2 separate regions of the Mus musculus genome follow, and region 1 is linked to region 2. A link is a contact called in public Hi-C data. All regions are on one chromosome and are shown on one strand. The core of a region is the stretch at or near the end of the contact, and the rest is flanking DNA. Distances in the headings are between cores, read along the strand shown. Region 1 has its middle 18 kb from the start of Lhx9. Region 2 has its middle 15 kb from the start of Ptprc.

Region 1 (7,186 bases), core at 3,901-6,400, 630 kb before region 2:
GAGCAAATATTTAGGGATGAGGTTTTTTCTCACTGTTAAAGGGAATACTTGAAGAAAGAAGTTTTGTAAAGCTACTCTTACTTAGCTGTATATCCAAAGCACATGTTAAACAAGTTAGCATGTAGAATACTTTCCAGAAAAAAATTTCCTTATGAAATTTTTATTACATACAAATAAACCCTATGTAAAGGATATAAGTTTTACGAATGACAGACATTAAAAAACAAAATAAAACTCACTTGTATTTATTCTCAGAATTGTGAACGTTTTCCCAAACACTTTGATTTCCTGAATGCTAAACAAGGGGAGAAAAAGTTCCAAGGACAGGTGCCAACTTCCTAACAGTCTCCCAGAACGCACCATGACAAGTGGACTACTTTGAGTGATTATGGAACATGTTGGTTTTTGTCAGTCCCTTGGGTGCTCATGCCTCATCGGACTCTCTCCCACGGCACTAACAACCTGAATGGATTTTTCCAATACATTTTCAGTCAGTGTTGAAATCGTGGTTCTGGAAGCTCTGCCTTCTTTTCCTGATCTGTCACCTAGAGGGTGGTTTCATTTTGAAATATTTTGGAAGTTTGCCTGGTTTTGCAGACTTTTAACTATTTGTCTGGTATGTGAAGTGCGGGAAGAGACCAGAGAGAGAGAAAAAACGTAGCTGAAATTAGACATCTGAAAAAAATAATACAAATTTGAAACAGGCACTTTTTTTTTTTTTAAAGGAGAGGAAAAGAACACTAATTATGTGCTAGGGAAGAGGAAAAAGCACGTGAAACAGACTTGGAAGGCCCAACGCACTTTTCTATCATGTACAGCAGTCTTCAGTCTGGGCAACTGCAAATTTATTGTTTGGCATGAAAGACTGAGGACGTTTTAGATGGGTGCAGGGCACCGGATTTTATAGCTTCTACCTCCCCAATGCCTAGACAAGTCTAACTTCTGGCAAATTGATCCTAGGCACACAAACTCTTACCGACAGTATCTGTGAACTTTGGTTGAATATCACTGTAATATTGACTTACATAGTAGGTAGGCTTTTGATACTTCAAATAGGGCAAAACTTCGTAACAGAGAAACCAAAGCACTCAAGTCTTAAAGCCTTGGTGATTTTCATTACCTAAAAAGTCAATAGCTTTACTTAGCCAAACCCCAGTGGACTTTGCTGTACAGTTTTCAGAGTGAAAGCCTCTTTTATTAGCCACACATAAGGTAGCATCATTTTCCAGAGCAGTATGCTTACAGAGAACACTGGGGTGTGAAGCATTGGAAGCGGGAAGTGCTGGGACAAAACCACAGCCTTCTATCATTGTAGGCCTTTAAGGAAATACAAAAGATAATGCTGTTGTTATACGAATATAAAGTTTTGGATAGAGTTTTCTTATTTCATTTTCAACTGTTTTTCTAGCACGGTAGCTTTGCTTGTAGGACGATTATGAACTGTCACGGAGATCCAAGGTCTTTTATCCTGTATGGTCACTAGACATCAGGGGACAGTAAGAACACTGGGGCTTAGTCTAGATTAAAGAAGTAATGTTGCATTTTCTTGGACACCGTGCATATAGGGAAGGTCTGTATTGACCTGTGGGTGAATCTGTTTTCGATTTCTAATGGGAGGTCGATTCTGAAGCCTGGAAGGAAAGTAACACTAAAACTCCAAAAGTCTGATGTACAATTCCTTGCTTTACAGGCGATGTCAAAAAATTGGAACTGAATCTCTTTAGCTTTTGCTCTTGATTTTTAGGTGTTTTTTTTTTTTTTTGTCATGCTTTTTTTGTCTTTGTAATATTTCTCAAATTAATATGATTTCCCTTATCTTAAAAATAAAATCCCAAGTTAAAATATTCTTTTTAATGCCTTCTGGGAACATTCCCATTTTATTTTGCTGAATTTCATAGCAAAAAGGACAAGTTCAGAACTGTGCATGATGCTCAAGGAAATCCCTGAATAGAATGTAAGCAGGGATACAATTGCCAGGATTCATTTCCTTGTTAACTGTGTTGCAAAATAGATGTTTCAACCAGACAGCACCCTCCTGCTCGATACATTTCTCTGTGAACAGTAACAAAACCACCCCAAACATGTATCCCATTGGCAAGTTTCTCTTCTCTTAGACTGTTGATTTTTGTTTCTCCATATTACATTTTATCTTGTGCTGAAATGTCAAGAAAGAGACAAGGATAAAGATGCAGGCATCAGCTCTGGGTAGAAAGTTCTGGTGTCTGTTTCTGTGTCCCTTCAGCTCACTTGTTGGAACCATCAGGAGTGTTTCTTTCCTTTGGACTTTTCTGTTTACACCATGCATGATCTCAGAAATTACTCTGAAGAGTACCTGGATACCTTTTATGGTTATTTGAAATAAAATTTGCTACAAATAAGATACTCTGGCCTCTGTTATTTCATGTCATGTATGAATACATTTTTATACTGTTACATAAAATGAGAAACCATTAACCTTGAGGATATTTAAGTTGTTTAGACAAAAATAAAGAAATTCAAAGGTGAGATTGCATTTACTTTATCATTATTATTTTTCTCCTTTTCCTTTTCCAAAGTAGCAAAACCTAAGAAGAGCTGTCAGCTTTGACTTTGACATTCAGTGGTTTGACTTGAAGTCTATCACTTCTAGTTAGATTTGTTACACAGTAGACTTTAATTCTGTAAAATGAATAAGCACCCAGGTATTTCAGGATTTCAAGCAGTTGTTTGAATTCAGCCAGCAAGAATAGTTTCTTAAAAGAAAAATGGTGGGAAATTATTGCAAATGTAATATTCATAACATTTTACCTGTGTGAACTAGAGACTGTAGACAGTGCTTAAAGAGCTGCAAAAATGTTATGAAGTAAATAAGTAAATGATGGTATGCATTCCTTTATACCAAGAACTGGGATAGCTTACTCTATAAAACATGATCACAGAATTGCCTTATCTTTCTGTATGCACATTTGGAAACTGCAATGACGAAGATATGGATATATTTCTGATGGTTCTGGTTATTATATATTCATTTTTTTCTCTTAAATTCTACAGTATTAACCTGTTGTGTGCATCTGTATGTGTTGAATATTTTCTTTCTAACGCCTTTTAAAACCAGTTATTAATTAAATGCAAAACAAACAGGTACATAATGGCAATTACTTGATTCAGGTACACTGACAAGCCTACTTTTCATTAAGTAGTTTGTGGTCGTGTTCCTGTACACATCTGACGACAGTAATTTTCTGGTCCCGTATAGGTTACTTCCTTCCTTCAGCTTGGCTATAACATTTCTTTTTATTGGAATTGCTGTCTTGAACTATTATATTCAAGTGATAGTATGCTACTATATTCAATTTGACCAATGTATGCATTTCAATGTAAGCAACAAAAGGAATGATATTTTTTGGAAGGAATGGCTTTAATTGACTTTTTCTATTATGGAGGGCAGCAGAAATAAAAGTTCTATCAACATTGCCAATAGAATATTTTGATTCAAAATTAGCATTAATGATATTTAAAGTGTTTAGAATTCAATGAGTTCATGATTAAATGGAAACATTATTAAATTTATTGACTTGCTTATTCACTAAGGCATGGTAAATGTGCATACTATGCAAGAGAGCTGGACCCTGAGGCCAACAAAGAAGCAGTTCACACATATGCAGCTCTCCTAGTGTGAATCCCTATCACACAATGGATTATTAGCCACTTAAAATGAACAATGATAGGGTTTTTTTCTTGACTATTTTATACTGGAATATATCACCAACCAAACTCTTACTATGGATCTTACTTTTTTTTTTAAAAAAAAAAAACAACTTTCTTGGGCTGGTGAGATGGCTCAGTGGGTAAGAGCACCCGACTGCTCTTCCGAAGGTCCGGAGTTCAAATCCCAGCAACCACATGGTGGCTCACACCTATCCATAAGGAGATCTGACTCCCTCTTCTGGAGTGTCTGAAGCTACAGTGTACTTACATATAATAAATAAATAAATCTAAAAAAAACAACAACTTTCTTGACTCTCTACAAATTTCACATCATGCACCCCACTCCAGCTTATCTCCCTGTCCCTTCATATCTGCCCTTCATTCACCATTACAGCCTCTCCCCACAAAGGAAAATAAAATAATATACAATAAAAACAAATCTTGTGGAAGCTGTAGTGTGTCACAGTGTGCTACACAGTAACAGTATACTCTATGCTTCACACATCTTTATTTGCAAATGCATTGATCTATTTCCAGGCCTCTGGCTTCTGCTACACTATTGGACCCTCACTGGGACTCCTCTCAGACATCTTGTTGTTACCCTGTGTCATGGAGATTCTGCAGCTTTGGATCTGTAGGACTGGCCCTTTCATGAACTCCAGCAGATGGTGGTAGATGTAGGGGTGGGCCAACTCAAAGCCCTAGATCTGGGCCTGGAAGTAGCTACAGGGTGAGCTCTCCAGCACTGGCCCAGCTGGCCCACCCAATGCTGCAGCTGGCAAAGGGGCAGGGTTAGCTCTCCTGCTCTCATGGTTGGCCAGTTCTACAGTGCCGCCCAGGTGCAGTGACCATTCACCAGTGCTGCAACTGGTGAGGGGTGGGGCCAGTCCTTTCACTTTTCATGAGCTTGGGGCCAGCTCACCTGGCTGCTCTGCAGGTAGCAGGAAGGGTATCTCTCTCTTGCCCACATCAACTCAGGGCAGACAGACAAGGGGCGGGGTCAGCTCTCCTGATCGTGGTGGTTGATGAGTGCTTGTCCAGACCACGGATATCTCTATGTTCTTTTGGTGGTAACACAGGTCTGGGACATCAACACAGACTCCAGCTATCATAGGATCATGAACCCAGACATGGCTCCCAGCAGCATGGCCTGGGTGTCCCCATGGTCTCTGATGGCAGTACAGGCCACTCAGATCAGCATGTCCCCGGACAACAGCACAGCCCTCAGATATCCACAGGGCAGCCCAGACCATGGACAAATGGCTTGGCTTTTGGTGGTAACTCAGACCACAGGCATCAGCAGAAGCCCAGCTGGACATAGACGTGGGCCTTGATGGCAGCACAGACCACAGACACCACTGTGGTCTCAGGTTGTGCAGGCCCCGCATTTCAGCCTGTTCCTCACTGGCGCTGAATCTCCAGTTCCACCTTTCAGCATAGTGTACAAACCACTTGGTTTCACTTTCTCTTCCATATCTCCACTGTATGTGTACTTCATTTTCCCCATCTCTCCATCATACATTTGTTCTCTGTAGTGATACCTGCAGAGGGTGCTTAAATGTCTTTCTTCAGGCCAACCCAGCCAGCATGGAGTCAGTGTGGTTGGACTGGATTTGACTTTATTTATTTATTTATTTATTTATTTATTTCTCAGATATGGATAAACTCAGAGAATCATTCTCTTTGCTAGAAGGCGCCTTACTAGATTGGTTCAAATTTCTTCCTCCCTCCCTCCCTCCCTCCCTCCCTCCCTCCCTCCCTCCCATCCTTCTTTTCCTCCCTCTCTCCTTTCCTCCCTGACCTTTTTCTTTCTTTCTGAGACAAGGTCTCAGGTATCCCAGGCTGGCCTCTAAATTGAAATATAGTTGAGGATTGCCTTGATCCTTCTACCTTTGCTCCCAGGGTGCTGGAATTACAGGCTTACATCCCTGTTGCAGGTTTTATTTATGTAGCACTGAAGATTAACCCAGGGTTTGCCCATGCTATGCAACCACACACCAATGGAGCTGCAGCTCTGCTCCATCTCTTTTTTCTTGAAAGAGAAATTACAAAGACAGATGTGTGTTGTTTCTAGTTTACATGCCATTATAATCTGTTTTGTTTTGTGCCAGGCATTGAACCCAGGTCCTCAGGTACATTAGCCAAGGGCTACTGTACTGTGTACTGCTGAACCACAAGTCTAGGCTTAGTAAGAGTTTTCTTTGGGGAAACCAGAAGGAACTTTTGTTGCCAAAAGTTTTTGTTTAGTCCCTCCAGATAGTCTTCTTTCATTGTTAGTGAAGCAATATGGCTAATACACGAACCTCCTCTTCGTTGCTCTAAAGTGTTGCTGAAGATTGAATTCCATTTGGAGAGATTACGATTAATACATCATAGAATTTTCCACCACCTTTAGTTGATGTGTTAACATCAATTACCACCATTTCCTCTTAAATTCTTTGCTTTCTGCTTTGAGTTTCTTTTCCTATTGCACTACGAAAAGTACCTTCTTGAAACCTTTCCTCTTTCACAGCATCTTCCCTATCTTTATTTACATCATCTCGGGAGCCAGATCTCTTTACCCCCAGGACTCGCTTCTCTTGAGAAGTTCTTTCCCAAAGGCTTTGTACCTGCTATTTCCCCCTGCAGCTCTGCTGACTCAGAGCCAGCCCACCAGTCACAGCTAGGAGCATCCCTGAAAACCACATTCTTTCCTAAAGGTTCAACTTTTCAGTAATGACTCCAAATATATTTCTTGGGACATTTCCATCTCTGCTATTGCTGGAAGGGCAGCGGAGGTGAAATTCAACTCCTGTTTTCTCTTCAGAAAATGTCTGGGCTTTTTCATTTCCGTGAACAGCATTTCTGAAGACAAGCATTTCTCCATAACATTCTCCTTTTCTCCCATTCTTTTAAAAAACCATTTCTTGTCACCCACTTACCAGATCTTATTGACTTTTGATCTTTGACCTAGGTCACATTCTACCTGTGTTTGTCCATTCCTCTTTGTAGGGAGCAACCAGAGTCTTGAACAGCTGCATATTGTTTGATATCAGCAGTCATATCATAAGCCTTGGCCCTATGAGAGTGACAAACCCTTCTCAAGGTGAGACTCAGAAGGATGATGGGAAGGCTGTCATTGGGCCTGAGTGGGAACGTTGACTTTGTGTGCAGACAATGATCTCCACAGCTTTCTCCCTCTGGATGTTTGCAGCCTGAAGCCTGCTCCCCTTTGGAGACTACTCCTACCTAGATTAGCTAAACCTGCTTCCTGCTGTACACAATGACAGCTGTATATAATAACACCACCTCCCTGTTCCTCTGTATGGATGTCCTCGCCTCCTTGTTCAGCTGTGTGTAAAAACCATGCCTCCTTCCCTGCTCAACTGTGTAAACACACTGGGATTCTGGGATGCTGTTGCTACTCCATCAGAGAAGTCCTCGGCCACCTAATTCTTCTAGCTTTTCTCTGTGTCCATGTGCTTTTCATCTGTTTATGCCCTCAATGTCCAAGTTAGAC
Region 2 (7,128 bases), core at 547-3,046:
CTGTTTATTGCAGATGAATAGGAGAGCAGAGCCAGAGACAGACACACCTGAGAGTCCAGAGCCAACAGAACCCTGAGCCCTGTGAAGACTCAGAGAGGAACAAGGAGAGAGAAGCACTGACCAAGAAAGGCAACCTGGGCTGACAGACTGACTACAAAAGCGGCATAGCCAAAATGGTTGGGTTATATAAAGAAGGGCAATGAGGAAGGGCAGCCCAGACTCTGGCCTGGAGAAGTTTAGAATGAGCGTGGGGGTATGCCATACTCTGAAACAGGTAGGGACTGAAGGATGCTGGGAGCATGGCTGCCAGGTTCAATTATCTGCAGCCAATTATCCAGGGTTTGAGACAACATCAAGGAACTATAGGTCCAAGTGAGTTCTTTCACAAAAGCAGATTCCAACTTGGTTTTTATAGCCACCTACAGGGACTACTAACCAGAGCAGTACTATCTTGTAGCCAAGCAAATGTGAGTGTTTTGGGGGAGGGGTAAGATTTATTTATCTTTATTTCATGAGTATTTTGTCTGCAGTTATGTAAGTGCATCGGGAGCATGCCTGCTGCCTGCTGAGGTCAGAAGAAGGCATCAGTTTTACAAGTAGTTCTGAGTTGCCATGTGGCTGCTGGAAACTAAACCCCAGGTTTTCTCCAAGAGCAGTAAATGTTCCTTATAATTGATGACTTGTCTTTCCAGCCATTGGGCTGGGTTTTTGGTGCATGGGCTTCAGGTAGCTCACTCATGGATCAGCAGCAACACAAGGGCACAACTAACAGGGCAGATTGTGTTAGCTGGTGGGCAGGATGAACATGTAGTGTGCCGCGTTTTTCCTTTCAAATCCCTTCCTGACATCACAGAAACAATTAACCTCTTGTAATGAGGTTTTCACACATGTCTTCAGGTACAGTGCAGATTTTCAACCCATTCCTGATGTTCCCAAGTCCCACCTTCTACATTTAAATGAAGATGGTCCTGTATGGAGATGGGTCTATGTCAGTATCATTCTGAGCATACCCAATCTCTCCTATATGGAGTTGGAATGATGATGAATCAGGGACAGGAGGTAGACTTGTAAGGCATACATGTGAGTTGGGGTACTAGAGGAGGCCTTCCCTGTATGGGAAGAGCTGCTGGCCCTAATGTGCTTGTAATATGCATGTGAACTTTGAGATGTTGTCATGCGGAAGGAATTACACTTCTGCAACTCACTTCCACCACACAACACCCAGGGGAACGCTAACCCAGGCGTTGGACCAAACCCATACATCTGTAAATTTGATATTCAACTTCACTGGGTGCTATGCAACCCAGTCTGTTACTTCCTGCTCCAGCAACCCTACCTCCTCCAGGTTCCCAGGAGGAAGTCCCAGACAAGGGATGGGATTGCAGCAAGCAGTTCAGCTTCCCTGTTTAGTACAAAGAGTTATGAAGGTGGGTAAGAAGGCTGAGCTGGGGGCAGGCATTGTTAAAAGGGGAACCGCTGGCTTCCTGTGAGTGTGGGTTCTTCTCACCCCAGCCTGCAACAGGGAGGAAGCCATTGACTTCATCTGAGAGGCTGTACATAAACATCTCTGAACCTGGGGCTCCAAGGTCCTTTGCATTGTGGATCAGAAAGGCTCTCTCTAGTGACACAGAAGACCCCATGTTGCTACTGCTAAGGCCACCAAGCTTCTGGTCTCCCATGCCCCTCGGCTCCTGCCACAGCTGTGGATCCGTGCCTCTCCTTTTGAGCTTACAGGGTTCACAGCACATGCTTTGCAGCTGCACCACCCAGCTAGAGGCTAGAGGAGTGCAGCAAGCTGAGAGCATTTCCGCCCACATCAGAAGGCAGAGAGAAGTTTGCGGAGAGCTACAATGAGCCCTCCACCAACTGCTTTACATCTTCTAGGCCAAGATTTCTCAGTCTTTGCCATGCATCATTGGATGGGAGACCACATGGACAGAGCTCTGTGGTGGGAGCTGGCCTTAAAAAAAATGCATGGGTTTTAGGCGTAAGAATTCTTTCCTTATCTTTGCTTTCCAGCAGCTCTGTTCAACACATCTCGGCTCCGGCTCTGATTCCTGCTCTCTCTTAGGATTTTGGGGCACTACACACATTCTGGGCTCAGGGAGAAAAGGCAGAGAAAGGAGAGCTAGTAAGAGCTTGAGGAAAGGAAAGGAAGGGAACAGAGAAGGAGGGGGGGAGAGGGAAAAAGAGAGAAGGAGGGAGAAGGGAGGGAGGGAGGGAGGGAGGGAGGGAGGGAGGGAGGGAGGGAGGGAGAATAGGAACGTGAATGAATACATCAACCAAGATTTTCTTAAAACATCACAATATAAAAGCAAAGCAGGGAAAGAAAATGGGAAACAATTATAAGACAAAAATGTGAGAATCTGGGATTAAGGGAAAATCAGAAGTTCTTTCCTTCATCCACAGCTACCCATTCTCACTGAAGTTCAGGGAACAGCCTGAGAGGTTTTCCACCATCCCCTCCCACTAACGTGCCAGTGGGCATGAGTCAGCCAGGATCTTTATTTTTGCTTCTGCCTCCTAGGTGACTTTTTCCTTAACCTGCCCCACCTCCTACACTTGGACCATAATTGCTGCCCCCATTCCCTTTCCTGTTCTCTGTCTACTCACTCACCCACTCCAGCAAGCATCCCTGATCACTTCCTCCTTCAAGCTAGAACACTCCAGTCACCATGATAGTCCAGTCACAGCACCCTTTAACTGTTTGCTTACAAGTCTGTTTTCTCTTCTAGAGCATGAGATGCTGTCAAGTGTGGGATTTCTCTTGCCTTAGTTTTTGTGCCCTGAGATACTATGACCAATGGCAAAAACAGCCCACAGCCCTCAAAGAGCAAATACAGGAATCCTCCAGAGGGAGAAAGTTTTCCTCCACATATTGTTGCTATCACAAAATCTGTGCTGCTCTAAGTCAAGAAAACAGACAACTCACTTCTTAAAAACAAATTATTTCAGAACATCACTGTATAAACTACATGTGTGTGTGTGTATACATATATGTGTGTATATATATATATATATATATATATATATATAGTACCATAATTTTTCATACTTCTTGTCTTGAATTTAGCATGTTTCATTTTTACACTAAGAATTTATGTGGTAGCCAGAGAAACCCCAAAATTCAATTCTCAGCTTTGTAATTTTTAGTTCAGAAAAAAAGGGGGTGGTTGGAAAAAGCCTCTTTCTTAGAAATACTAACCACGCCTTTCATTTATGGTGACTGGCATATGTTTCAACTGTAGAACCAATGCCTCTGGCCAAGAGAGAGACCTTCTGAATGGTTTGGATCTCAGCGACACATTGCATCTCTGTAATGACCTGTTGTAAAACCAGAGAAACTGAAGAAGAGGAGGAGGAATAGGAAGAAAAGAACAAGAAGGAAGAAAAAGAATTAAGATGCCCTGGTGACTTTGACTTACAGAGATCTGGATTACAGACCATATTCTCTGAGAATATAGCATGTTTTAAGCCACTTCCACATTAAAAACACTTTGCTAGACTCTTGACATAACATTTCATAAAATCCAAGCTCTAATGCTGTAAAATAATACATACTTCTTCCTTTGAGGAAATTGTGTTAAGAAAACAGTCTTTTTTTACTGTATCATATAGCCAAAGGAGAAGAAGGTGAGCAAGACTTCACTCTTGGGGAATATATTCAAGGGACATCAGATGAAAAGTGAGCAAATAAATGGTCTAAAACGTGTCATATACTGAAAAATGGCAAGAAAGAAACAGGAGTTGAGACAAAGCAGAGAATGGGGATTAAGAATCTACTTAAGTATCGAGGGTCCAGGAACGACTTCATGAAACAAGGCCTGGTTGCACAAAGTAGGGAATACAGAGATGTGTCTGAATTCAGCACATGGAATCAGGTCAGGGTGAACTCAAGATGGACACACAGAAGTTACAATCAAAACCCCCGTAGCACCATAGGCAACACCAGGGTGGGGATGGAGCTTGCATGACCCTCTGGGTTCTAATAAAGAGTTCAGTTTTATTCCTCTTTCAAGGCCAAACCTAAACAGACTTAATGCCAGGAAACAGCAGAGTTACCTACATTTGAGAAACATTCAATTGCCCATTGTTGGGAATCATGGAGACCAGAGCAAGGGTGAACACATAGAGAGCCCAGCAGAGGAGCAATGTTGGCTAGACCTGTTGACAGTGGAAATGAGAAGAAGCAGGTGGACTTGATAGACGTTTTAGAGGTGGGATTGGGTTAGCCTGAGCTCTCTAAAATATGGATTGGAAATGATAGAACAGGTACTCTAAGATGACTTAGTGCCTAGACTGAATGTCGGTGTCATTGAAGGCTACCTACACCAAGGTGGAGACACATCCTGGCATCTGACAGTGTTTGTTGTTACTGTCAGCAGACCATGTGGCAAAGTGATGTGTGTCCTTCAGGGATAAGGAATAGATAGAATGTCTCTGAGACTGGGATAAAAGACCACAGAGATTGTGAGAGTTGGAGCCTCCAAAGGAGGGGAAAGAGAGATGCTGAATCCAGTAGGGGGGGGGGGGAAGTCCTGGAGGAGGATCAGACACAGAGGGCGATTTTAATAGAAAGTCCTGGAGATTACAATGCAATGTGAGAATAATTAAAGATGGCTAGTCAAGCATAGGCAAGCTTGCTAGGAAGCCATTTTGTATTATCTAAGAGATGTGAGAAACGGACTGAAGAGATTGCTCAGTGGTTAAAAGCACTTGCTATTTTCCAGAGGACCCTAGTTTAATTCCCATTATTCACATGACAGCACAACTGTCTATAACGCCAGCTCCAGGGGATCTTACACCTCCACACAAACATATATGTAGGCTAAACACCAATGCTCATTAAAAAAAAAAAAAGAAGAAATTTTAGAAACACAGTCAGACCTGATATATACAGGCAGAAACAGATAAACTCAAGAGATGTTTAGGAAGTGACATTGGAAAGGTTTTACAACCAGGAGCATCAGTATGACTGTCCTTTGGAACTTGGCAATTTGCTACTAGCAATTGGAAGGAGCTTTTACTCTGAGCAAACCTAGAACAACCGTGTTGCTTTCCTGCATATCCTCTCTACTGTGCCACTGCATCTCATTCATTTAGGAGCATTCCTTGCCTTGTACAACACATATGAACATTGCTAAGTAAGGGTGCATCTCGTAGTCAGCAGTGTGTTCACACTGATCGGAAAAGGGCACCAGCTCTCCTGTTTACATCCCATAGCACACAGTCATTACCACAAGGCCTCTGTTCTTCCACCCCACAGCTTTACACTTCAACCTCATGTCTGTCTTCACTCTGTCACCTCACCCCTGCCTTTGTGCAAAGCCTTTGTCAAATTTGCAGAAAGGAGAGGGTAGGATAAGGTCTTGGGGAAATCTCTCTCCTCCGTTGGCATTTCCTTTTCTCCTTTGTATTGGTATTAGAAGTCAAGTACATGTTTTGCAGTGTTAAGTCTACGCCCTGTTCTGTTTAGTCTTCCTTGCTCATTGAATGCCTGTTCAACTAATCAATACATTTAGTAATTAACCAAGTAACATGTTGTCACTAGTTCAGAATTACGGGGAATAAGTCAGTTTTAGAACTAGTGTTTAACTCTGTTGAGCATCAGACCTTTGACCCCTATGTTAAAGATATGCAGAGTAGAAAGTGGGTATATCTAAGATTTAGAGCTATACTGTCCAGAGCTGAAAAGACCACTAAAGTAGCAACATCTTCCCTATTACAAGGCTTGACATTGGATAGACTTCTTTTTTAATGAATGTAATTTATGTGTATGGATGTTTTGTATACATGTATTTCTGTGCATCATGTGGGCCTGGTGAATCAGAAGCCAGATAAAGGTGTCAGATCCCTGGAGCTGGAGTCACCATGGTTGTGAGCTACCACATGGGTGTTTGGAATTTAACCCTGGCCCTCTAGAAGACTTTTCAATGCTCTTGCACTCTGCATCATCTCTTTGGCCCCCAGTAGACTGATTTTTCTTTGTATATTCATTAAACACAAAATCAGGAGAGTGGATTTATCTTGTTCAGTAGGTAGGTGGATTTTTTTTAAACATTTCTTTTTAAAATATTTCCTTCTTTATTTTTGTTTGTTTTGAGTTGTTTTCAGGCCCCACAGGGGCATGACGAGAGTGTCGCATCACCTGGAATTGGAGTTACAGACAGTTGTGAGCTGTCACTGGGATTCTGGCAACTGGACTCCGGTCTTTTGCAAGAATAGCCAGTGCTTTAAATCAATGGCTCATCTCTTCACCTAGTTCAGAAGCTTTTAAATGTCAAAATGCAAGAATGTGCATTTTTTTCAAACAATAACAATGTAAAAATAGTTCCTGTTTTGTTCTCCTGTAAAAATTTTTTGCTCATTGGTAATAATGTTTATTAAATCTGTAATTGTGAACATTAATTCAGTCATGGACCAACGTTGCTTCTGTCAGTATAGTTTGCCCACAGGTCAAGCACAAGTTTCCCCATCTAGACAGCTTCTACTTTGATCATTACCTACTAACCCATGATTAGACATCACAGTCTACTACCAAGTCAGGTTTATAGTGAGAGGGGTAGCTATGTACAAACATAAAGGAACACATCACCAGAACTGGAGGAAATTAACAAAGTTCTGAGGCTGGAAGCAGCAGAGAGGCATTTATTTTCACATGGGATGTGCAATGCTGATCAGGGAATCTCTATGAGGAAGTTAAGATGTGGATAAAGAATGCTCCAGGGCGGTCAGTGTGAAATGAGTAGGAAAGAGGCCAGCGTATAAAGCAACAAGAAAAGGCCAGCATTTCTACAGTGTGGGAAAGGTGGGAGACAGAATGAAATGGGTTGAGTAATGCACCCAGAGGCTGAATTTTATTCAATTAAAATGTGGAAAATATTGAGGTGTTTTAAACAAGGTTTAATATAACCCGGTTTATATTGATAGAAGTTGAATTTCTCCCTAGAATGTCACTGGCAAGGAGGTAAGATGGAAGCTTAGAGATTAGCTATAGAGGTCTTTCAACAGTGCGAGGGCTCCATCTCATGCGTTCCAGCCGAAAGGGGAGCAGAGTTAACAGGTGTCTGAGGCAGAGGGAAAGGGTTTCTTCATGCATTGAATTCAGTTGTAAAAGAAAAGGAGAAA

Evidence for each region. A called contact is a pair of places that touch in the nucleus more often than the background predicts.
Region 1: a contact with region 2 is called in a Hi-C map of CD4 T cells, with 1.8 times the contacts expected there. The contact joins two enhancer-like sites. A contact is called at or near these places in 1 of 484 Hi-C or Micro-C datasets (CD4 T cells) and 2 of 115 datasets of contacts at active chromatin or transcription factors (bone marrow-derived macrophages and embryonic forebrain).

What each region holds. Positions count from the first base shown.
Region 1 is chr1:138,820,380-138,827,565 of GRCm38.p6, reverse strand. It overlaps a transcript of Lhx9 not described here. Among named protein-coding and RNA genes, the nearest start is that of Lhx9, 18 kb to the left of the region's middle. Within about 2 kb of position 5,150, at least 47 of the 459 cell types and tissues checked have an H3K27ac peak or open chromatin away from gene starts, as enhancers often do.
Region 2 is chr1:138,186,464-138,193,591 of GRCm38.p6, reverse strand. No RefSeq gene overlaps it. Among named protein-coding and RNA genes, the nearest start is that of Ptprc, 15 kb to the right of the region's middle. Within about 2 kb of position 1,796, at least 151 of the 459 cell types and tissues checked have an H3K27ac peak or open chromatin away from gene starts, as enhancers often do.